Linked DNA regions of Sus scrofa: region 1 is linked to region 2. The links are chromatin contacts, called in public Hi-C maps. All regions are on one chromosome and are shown on one strand. Each heading gives the region's core, a stretch centred on a gene start, on an enhancer-like site or on the middle of the called end of the contact. The rest is flanking DNA. Distances are from core to core; before and after follow the strand shown.

The links. A called contact is a pair of places that touch in the nucleus more often than the background predicts.
Region 1: a Hi-C map of embryonic fibroblasts shows a contact between it and region 2, with 2.9 times the contacts expected there. The contact joins the promoter of LOC110255652 here to the enhancer-like site in region 2. A contact is called at or near these places in 1 of 5 promoter capture datasets (fetal skeletal muscle), 7 of 47 Hi-C or Micro-C datasets (brain, embryonic fibroblasts, fetal skeletal muscle and 2 more) and 2 of 2 datasets of contacts at active chromatin or transcription factors (alveolar macrophages and skeletal muscle).

What each region holds. Positions count from the first base shown.
Region 1 is chr10:21,776,320-21,780,608 of Sscrofa11.1, reverse strand. LOC110255652 reads left to right here and starts at 1,779. Exons shown (of 5, transcript XR_002336251.1): 1 at 1,779-2,706. LOC110255653 (a long non-coding RNA gene) reads right to left here. Exons shown (of 2, transcript XR_002336256.1): 2 at 4,034-4,289.
Region 2 is chr10:21,619,054-21,623,371 of Sscrofa11.1, reverse strand. No RefSeq gene overlaps it. Among named protein-coding and RNA genes, the nearest start is that of MIR181B-1, 75 kb to the left of the region's middle. Within about 2 kb of position 1,666, at least 21 of the 83 cell types and tissues checked have an H3K27ac peak or open chromatin away from gene starts, as enhancers often do. A contact at or near this core is called in alveolar macrophages, embryonic fibroblasts and skeletal muscle, where this site is marked.

The DNA.
Region 1 (4,289 bases), core at 530-3,029, 160 kb before region 2:
TTTCAATAGAGTGGAGAAACTTGATATTGTCACCTGGGTGCTGTATGAGAAGGTGGACTTAGAAAAGTTCTGGATGACAGGAAGGAAAGGCAAGGTAGGGAAAACTCAGAGCCACTCAATGAAAGAACAAGGTCAAAAATAAGATGATTGTCTAATTCTGCCTACCCACCTGTAGGTAGCCCGGCCTAGCTGCCATGAGTGACAGGGAGCACAGGTAAGGATGCTGACACTCCTCAAGTTGACAAACAGACCCCACAAGGATAGGCAGTGTGAGTGGATGTTTCCTTTAATTTCTGTGGTTGCAGGGAGGACACATCCAGGAAAGTCCATAAGGTTCTTGATATTCTTAATATGAGGAACTTTTGACACTATTTAGGAAAGGATCCAGGATTTGACTTACCCCAGGGTTCGATGTATTTCAAGCTCCAGACCAGCCATGAAACACCTCAAGGCCCAGACCGATGTGCTGGGAAAGTTTGTTCCTTTGATAAATGTGGATGCTTCTCTGGTTGAATGACCACACAAGGCTCTTTCAGGGGGTCCAGACTCAAATATAGTCTACTGCCCTTCTAAGACCAATTTACCGTCCCGTGTGGGTCACTTAATGGTATGATGTGGGTCTGAACCAAACACACTTATGTGACTACAGCAGATATTCTGCATCCACTGAGTGAAATTTGAATATTTCACATAATGCCATATGTGTGAAATAGTCAAATGTGTTGCATCAGAAAGGGGAAAAAAAAAAAAAAAACTTCAGCAGCACCATAATGAAAATCTGTGCAGTGTGTAAAGTGGAGGAGCGTTGGTTTGAATCAAGGGCCATCAACTACCAACTTTGTGGAACGGAGTATCTGCCTCCTTTCCTCTGCTCTGCCTCGGAGATGACCAGAGCTAACCCAAGGATAACTGAAAGGACTGGACAGGATGGGATGGGATGTGCTTGGCGCATCCCCTGGCGGATACAATAGCCAGGTGCCTGCAAGGGAGCACCACTGTCCTCCTGGGAAAAAAAGTCGACAGAAATATCAGAGGTGGGTGTGCACATCAAGCAGGACCGTGATGGTAAAAGCAACTGAGTCCGGTTTTGTCCCCAGGAAATGAAAGTAATGAAACTTAGCCTACGAGTTGTCACATGTTAAACAATTTCATGAAACAGAGTGACGGGCTCTTAGGAGGTTTGCAAGGAAAAGCAAACAAGTCCTACTCCCTCGGGTGTTTCCTTCATTTCTTTTACACATCTGGATCCTGGATCAGGGTAAATGGATCAAGAGGTATTGCCCATCAGAGGCCTCCTCCCTCACCTTTAGCCACCGTTTCATGGGGAATACGGGATGCGATGGTGTCTAAGGGTCTGAGGTTCCCTTAGGGGACTTGCACCTCTAAATCCTCACAAATGCACTGGAGACTTTTAGCAACCAGGTGACTTAAACAATGCTGTGACAACTGAAAAGTGCCTTTTGGCTGCCCTTTTTATGGTCATTTTTCATTATTAAAAGAGGGAAATTAAAGAACAATTGGGGGGTGTTCCCATCATGGCACAGCAGAAATGAATCCCATTAGGAACCATGAGGTTACGGGTTTGATCTCTGGCCTTGCTCAGTGGGTTAAGGATCTGGCTTTGCCATGAGCTGTGGTGTAGGTCGCAGACGCGGCTCAGATCCCAGTTGCTGTGGCTGTGGTGGAGGCTGGCAGCTACAGCTCCGATTAGACCCCTAGCCTGGGAACCTCCATATGCTTGGGTGCGGCCCTAAAATGACCAAAAAGAAAAAAAAAAAAAAAAGAACAATATGGAAAGTATACTTCCTCTTCTGCCCTGCTTAACTGAAGCTTTTTTGATAGTGTTGCCTTTTAACCTTTTCCAGGGTTATTCTCCCCGCTATGTAGGAGCTACTCAGAAAAGTTAATTCTGTTTCTGGGTATCTCTAATGTACAACGTCGACTGTTTAGAATGGCAATTAGGCTTCTTTCCACATCAAAATAAAATCTGAACATTCATCATTGAAGAAAAATTGATTTTGTGCTTCCAAACATGACCGAGTTCGGCAAAGGGATAAGAGGATAATTTACTTTCTGTCACCTCCAAAGTTAACTGAGGAAACACACACACACACACACACACACACACACACACACATTTCCCTGACAGGCAGACAGGCAAATCACAGACAAAACTGCAGGGCAGGGGGATAAAAAGGGAAAAAAAAAAAATCTTGAAAAAGCTGAGCTCTTCCAGTCCCCTCCCACCAGGCTCCGTGAAGGATGACTTCAGTCCGTCTCCTAACTAATTCTGTCACTGTAAAATCCTACAGTCATTCTTCCACACATAAAGGACAAATAAGCTGGAGAGGAGGACCCAAGTGCTTTCATTTTTAACTCTTCACCAATGGAGGAGAAGGCAGAATGCCTAAGCTGTGTCTCAGTGGCCAATAGGATAGCTGTGTATCTCCCACGTGACTCACTGCCCCTGTCTTTCACATGGGCTGTAATTTAGTTCAATTCAGAACTGCAGATAGTACGGCTTTCACAGGAGCAAGGAATGCCTGGGCACAAGTGCCTGAGTTCCGAGGGACTTTGGGAAAACACTTTGCTCTCTCCCTCCTTCCTGGAATCAGGGATTCTGCACCTGCATCAGAGACCGTCCAGCCAGAGCCGCTGCTGTGCCTCCAGGGACCAGGAACGAGCACAAATAAGCGTTTTGAAATTGTAAGTATACATTTCTTTCCATCCAGGGTACTGGTTCCAATAGTTTTATGTCATAAGCATCCAATATGTGAAGATGTGGTTTTTTTGGTGCTCCTCTTTTATGTGTGTACAGAAGGGTGTTCAGCTGGCAGGAAAAGGTTTCCAAAACAATTGTTGCATGCTTGATTTGGTTAAAGATAAAGAATGAAAAATAAAAGTCAGGCATTCCAAGAGGAGCTGCAGGAGGCTGCACCTTGGAACAGTGCTCCGGCACGCTGCTTTGTTCGGAAGAAAAAAATGAAGGCACACACATATGTACTTACTTCACTTCTTTTCGCTCTTGAGTCTAATCAGATTCGATCCGTTCCCAAGAAAAATAAAAGGCAAACTTTGCTGACTCCACTGACAAGGACACCAGCCACTCTCCAGACATCTGACAGTTATTATAATTAGCTATGAAAGACGGCTAAGACACTTGGGGCAAGGAGCTCTTAAATTCTGAACAATGGCTTCAAGCCAGGGCTTTCTTTTTATTTATTTTTTCAACCACCACTTTTCATGTTCTAATCATAATAGAGACCGAACTGGTCTTTAGGGTTTTAGTCCACAAAATATGAAAGCACGTCCCGGCAGAAGGGAGAGGCTACTGAAAGGGGCCAGTGTAAAGACAGAAGCAAAGGACAGCTTTCTGTCCCAGGATCCAGCCTTCCATGTATAAAGATTTTTTTTTTTTTTTTTGAAATTCCTAATAGGGTGGAGTGAGGATGTGGGGGTAGGGAGGAAGCATGCCGAAGCTTCTTTATAGAAGAATGCTTAAAGAATAAAGTAATTGGGGATTTCTTTGGACTGGCACACAAGGGTATCCTTAGCATTGAAGTCACATTCACGGTAAGATTTTTTTTTTTTTTGATGGAGTTTCCAACAGAAGCAACATACAAAGCAGTTTTTTTAATTAATAAAATAATTGGAAACAAATGGGGGAGAATGATCCGTGCTATTGCTTTCTTTCTACATGCAGCGAGGGTAAACCAGCAATGCCTTAATGCCCTCACTTCTAGAATCATCCAAATCCTTAAAAAGTTATCAGCTAAGTCGCCTAAGAAATTAAACAGTAAATCCAACCGATGTGATTTTTCACTGATGCAGATTTTGACGGGCAATACCTCCAGCCAAAGGGGAGTTTGGAAGAAAACATCGTCCTCCTCATTTTTTTGAAAGAGAATATTAACTCCATCAATTATGGAAAGGAATTATTCAAAGGCTCCAGACATAACTAATTATGGCTTAAAGAGATCTGCCAGAGCAGAGCTTGCATTCTAATTATAAAAGTCCAAGACGTTCGGGAGGCTTTTTTTTTTTTTTTTTTAAAGAGGGCTTGGACACACATCTTCGCATAATCTTTTTTAAATACACCATTTTTTTTTTCTTTGTCTGCTCTCCTGTTATCCACACCTCCCCCACCACGGCCCACTGTGTGCCCAGACACCTGAAGACCAGACATAATGATCAACAGAGCCCCAGCCTGTCTGGACTCCAGCCAGGTCCCCCTCTACAATCAAGGAGCCTGCACGCAATCCCTGCCTGGCCTATCCCCCTGCTCTGTG
Region 2 (4,318 bases), core at 417-2,916:
AGGGAAGGGTTTTGGGACTTGCTCCACAAGGTGGTGGAGGCCAAGACACTCCTCCCCACCGCATCTGTAGGCTGGAGACCCAGGGGAGATGCTGGTGTGATTGAGTCTGAGAACCAGGGGTCTTGGTACCCAAGGGAAGGAAAAGGTGGACAGCCCAGCCCAAGAAGAGAGAGCGGGTTCATCCTACCTTTACTTTCTGCTCCGTCTGGGCTCTCCAGGCCCTGGGTGAGGCCACCCACCTTGGTGAGGGGCTATTTCTTCACCCGGTCCACTGCATCACATGCCCATCTTTTGCAGAAACATCCTTACAGACACACTCCCAGAAATAATGCTTTACCAGCTGTCTGGGTATCATTTAGCCTGGTCAAGTTGACACATAAAATTAACCATCACAATCTCTGATTTTTATTTTGTTTTTCTTTTGCTTTTTGCTTTTTAGGGCTGCACCCATGGCATATGAAGGTTCCCAGGCTAGGAGTCGAATCGGAGCTGCAGCTGCCAGCCTACGCCACAGCCACAGCGACGTGAGATCCGAGCCGCGTCTGCAACCTCCACCACAGCTCATGGCACCATCAGAGCCTTAACCCACTGAGCAAGGCCAGAGATGGAACCCGCATCCTCAGAGATACTAGTCAGATTTGTTTCCTTTGAGCCACGATGTGAATTCCACAGTCTCTGATTTTTATATGGACACAAAAGAACAGCCACACACCCCAGCCTCCCCAGCGCTAAGTGTGGCCGCATAGCTGAGTTCAGCCACCAGCACTCAAGTGGAGGTGATAAAATGGGGGTTGACAATGGGTGCTCCCTCTGTGTTCAGCCATGAAAAGGTAATGGCAAACCCTTTCCACTTCCAAGGAGAATATTGCTAGAATAGCACTGAGGTTGACAAATCTCATTCTAGGTGATTTCAATACATCCATAAAGAATAGGAGTTCCTGTCGTGGCGCAGCAGAAACAAATCCAACTAGGAACCATGAGGTTGCGGGTTCGATCCCTGACCTTGCTCAGTGGGTTAATGATCTGGCGTTGCCATGAGCTGTGGTGTAGGTTGCAGATGTGGCTCGGATCCTGCGTTGCTGTGGCTCTGGCAGAGGCCGGTGGCTACAGCTCCGATTCGACCCCTAGCCTGGGAACTCCATATGTCGCAGCAGCAACCCTAGAAAAGGCACAAAGACAAAAAAAAAAAAAAAAAAAGAATAAATGCAAAAGATGGCTGTTTTTATAAATGCTAATGTGTCCTCAGGTGCATTCTGTAATCCTTCTGAGTTGGTTTTTCCTCAATGGAAATTGGAGGCGCTAAGAGTTGCCTTGAAGACCATGACATATATTAGAGGGGCTGTGTACCATGTGCCAATCCCAGTGCCCTTGTTATTGGCGACAGCAAGCTGATCCTGGGTGTGGGAACAGGAGCACAGGAGGGAGAACGGGATGGGGACCGTGGCAAGGCGACCAAGGGGGATGGGCATCGTGAGAGGCGGTGGCCAGCCGGGCCAGGCTTTCCTCTCCTTTGTGAGACCACTGCGGGGGTTTCCTTAGTGAACAGACAGGACTCTGTGGTTAGCCCTGGAACGCTTTGTCCTCAGTGCACAGGAAGAGTGACTCAGTCTCCAGCCTCAAAGGATGGAGAGGCTGAGTCTGGTTTGGAACTTCCTCCCTCCACTCAGCCTTGGTCTGGGAACCAGAAGAATAGAGCTGAGTGTTGGGATGATTCAGAGATCAGGGGGCCCAGTGGAGGCAGGCGGCGGGGAGGGAGGGAGGCACAGAGGATGAGAGTGAGGCCCAAATTGCTGGCAACAGCAATTTTTATCAGGGGTGGTTTGAGCCCCGTTTTAATAGCCAATGGACCTAAGCTTGAATCTCAGGTCTACGCAGTAGCCACTGTTATTGGTACTAATTTCCACCTTTTTTTGGCGGGGGGTGGCATACCTGTGGCATATGGAAGTTCCTGGGTCAGGGATCAAACCTGTGCCATAGCAGTGACAAACCGGATCTTCCACCCACTGCATCACAAGAGAACTCCAATTTCCACATCTTTAAAGGGGTAATAACTACCTTTTGAGGGCTGTTAATAACAGCCATCATCAACTGAGTACTTATTATGCGTCCATCACTCTCGTAACTTTTTTTCACATTCTCTTGCGTCATCTTCCCAACACCCCTTGGGAGGTAAGACCTCTTGTGATTTCCAGGTTGGAGATGAGAAGCCGGGGGCTTGGAGAGGGCAGCAAACAGGCCCACCCTCAAACTCAGCTGCTGGCTTGGCTTTCTGCTTGGGAGGAAATGAGACAACCTAGCATGCTTAGCCCAAGCCTGGGGTTATTGGCTTGATGAGAGTCATTTTAAACCATCATCCCCATTTTAGCAATGAAAACCTGAATGGAAGAACAGCAAAGGAACCTGCCCCCAATTGTACAACGGGTGTTGGGCACACCAAGTGCAGACTTTCAGCTCTGAAGGCTTTTCCTACTCCCTCACACTGCCTTTGCAGCAAAAGGGCAGGGAGCTGTTTGAAAGCAGACACCTCACCCAAGATGGAGCAGCAGGTTCCCCCAGCTCCTGGGGCCCAAGCAAATGCCCTGGCTCTTGAGGACACGGACTCATGCCTCTGAGAAAGGATGTTTTCGTTGTTGGATGCATCTTAAAACAGCAGCCAGGAGCAGCCTCTGTCCCTGCCCCCAACCCCTCCTTTCCAGGGATCTGAGCTGCCCAGAGCACTGGAGTCACATGGTCTCTTGCTCACTTCTGTTTATGGAGTTTCTCAGCCAAGAGGAAAACCATTAGGTGTCAAATTGCAAGTTGAAAGCATCCAAGAAGCTGCCTATTCCAGCACGAGTTCCTGCCAAAGAGCCTTAAATAAACTCGGTGGAGGGAAGATGTCTAAACCTATTCTGTGTGCAGTATATTTAGTTTGTTAGAGGAATATTGTAGAAGTTGATTGCACCTCACTAATTGGTTCAGTTTCTAAAAGCAGAGGAAAATAATGGGCTCCCCCCCCCCAATTCTCTTTGTGGGTTTCTTTGGGGCAAAAAGCAAGTCAAGGCATTATTGAGGATAAAAGAAAAATCTAAAGAGTTAAGCAACTCTATATTTTTAGCCAAAGGTGAGAGGTAAAGTCAACAGTTTCTCTAGGAATCAAGGGCTGTGCACAGCAGTAGCACAAATAGAAAAAAATAAAAAATAAAAAAGACGTGAATACATAAGAGGAAAAACACAGGAGTTCCCCCTGTGGCACAGTGAGTTAAGAAACCAACTTCAGGGAGTTCCTGTCATGGCTCAGTGGTTAACGAATCCGACTAGGAACCATGAGGTTTTGGGTTCAATCCCTGGCCTTGCTCAGTGGGTTAAGGATCCAGCCTTGGCCTAAGCTGTGGTATAGATCACAGACATGCCTTGGATCTGGCGTTGCTGTGGCTCTGGCATAGGCTGGTGGCTACATCTCTGATTCAACCCCTAGCCTGGGAACCTCTGTATGCCATGGGAGCAGCCCAAGAAATAGCAAAAAGACAAAAAGACAAAAAAAAAAAAAAAAAAAAGAAAAGAAAAAAGAAAAAAAAAAGAAAGAAACCGACTTCAGCAGCTTAGGTCACTTTGGAGGCACAGGTTTGATCCCCAGCCTAGAGAGCCCATCTCCAGCCTGGTGCAGTAGGTTAAAGGATCAGGTGTTGCCACAGCTGCAGTGTAGGTCTCAGCAGTGGCCCAGATTCAGCCCCTAGCCTGGGAATTTCCATATGCTTCAGGTATGGCCATTAAAAAGAAAAAAAAAAAAGAGGAAAAAAGCCAATACAATTAAAAACTACCATGAAATATGTAAGATGCTTTGCCTCCATTTTTCAAAAAAGTATTTTGTTTCATTACAATGCTTTCTGAAAGAGACCGAACTATTTTACCCTCTTTTAAAGTGTGTGTGTAAACTTTATGTTTTACATAATGATGAATTTCATGCCACTTGACTGACATCCAGACCACAAGGTGCCTCAATGTCAATGCCCCTCGGCCCTGCGAAGCTCCTCCTTAGAGAGCAGAGTGTGGGCCAGAGTCAAGTTGGTCCTGGTACCTAACCCTTGAGAAGGGCCAGGGCTAGGAAGTGAAAGAAAGCAGTGTTTGACGTTTTACCTTTATGCCAAATTTCTTTTCTCCAAAGAAATTTCACACCCGGGAATGAGCAGAACTTCTCTGTACACATCCATGGAAATGTTCCAGGAATAATTTTTGGAAGAACCTGGGTGGAGTTCAAGGCAGATGTTAAGAGTTTCTGGGAAACCAGGAAGAAAGAAGAGAGAGTTCTATAAGGAAGGATCAGATAGGCCAAAAGGAA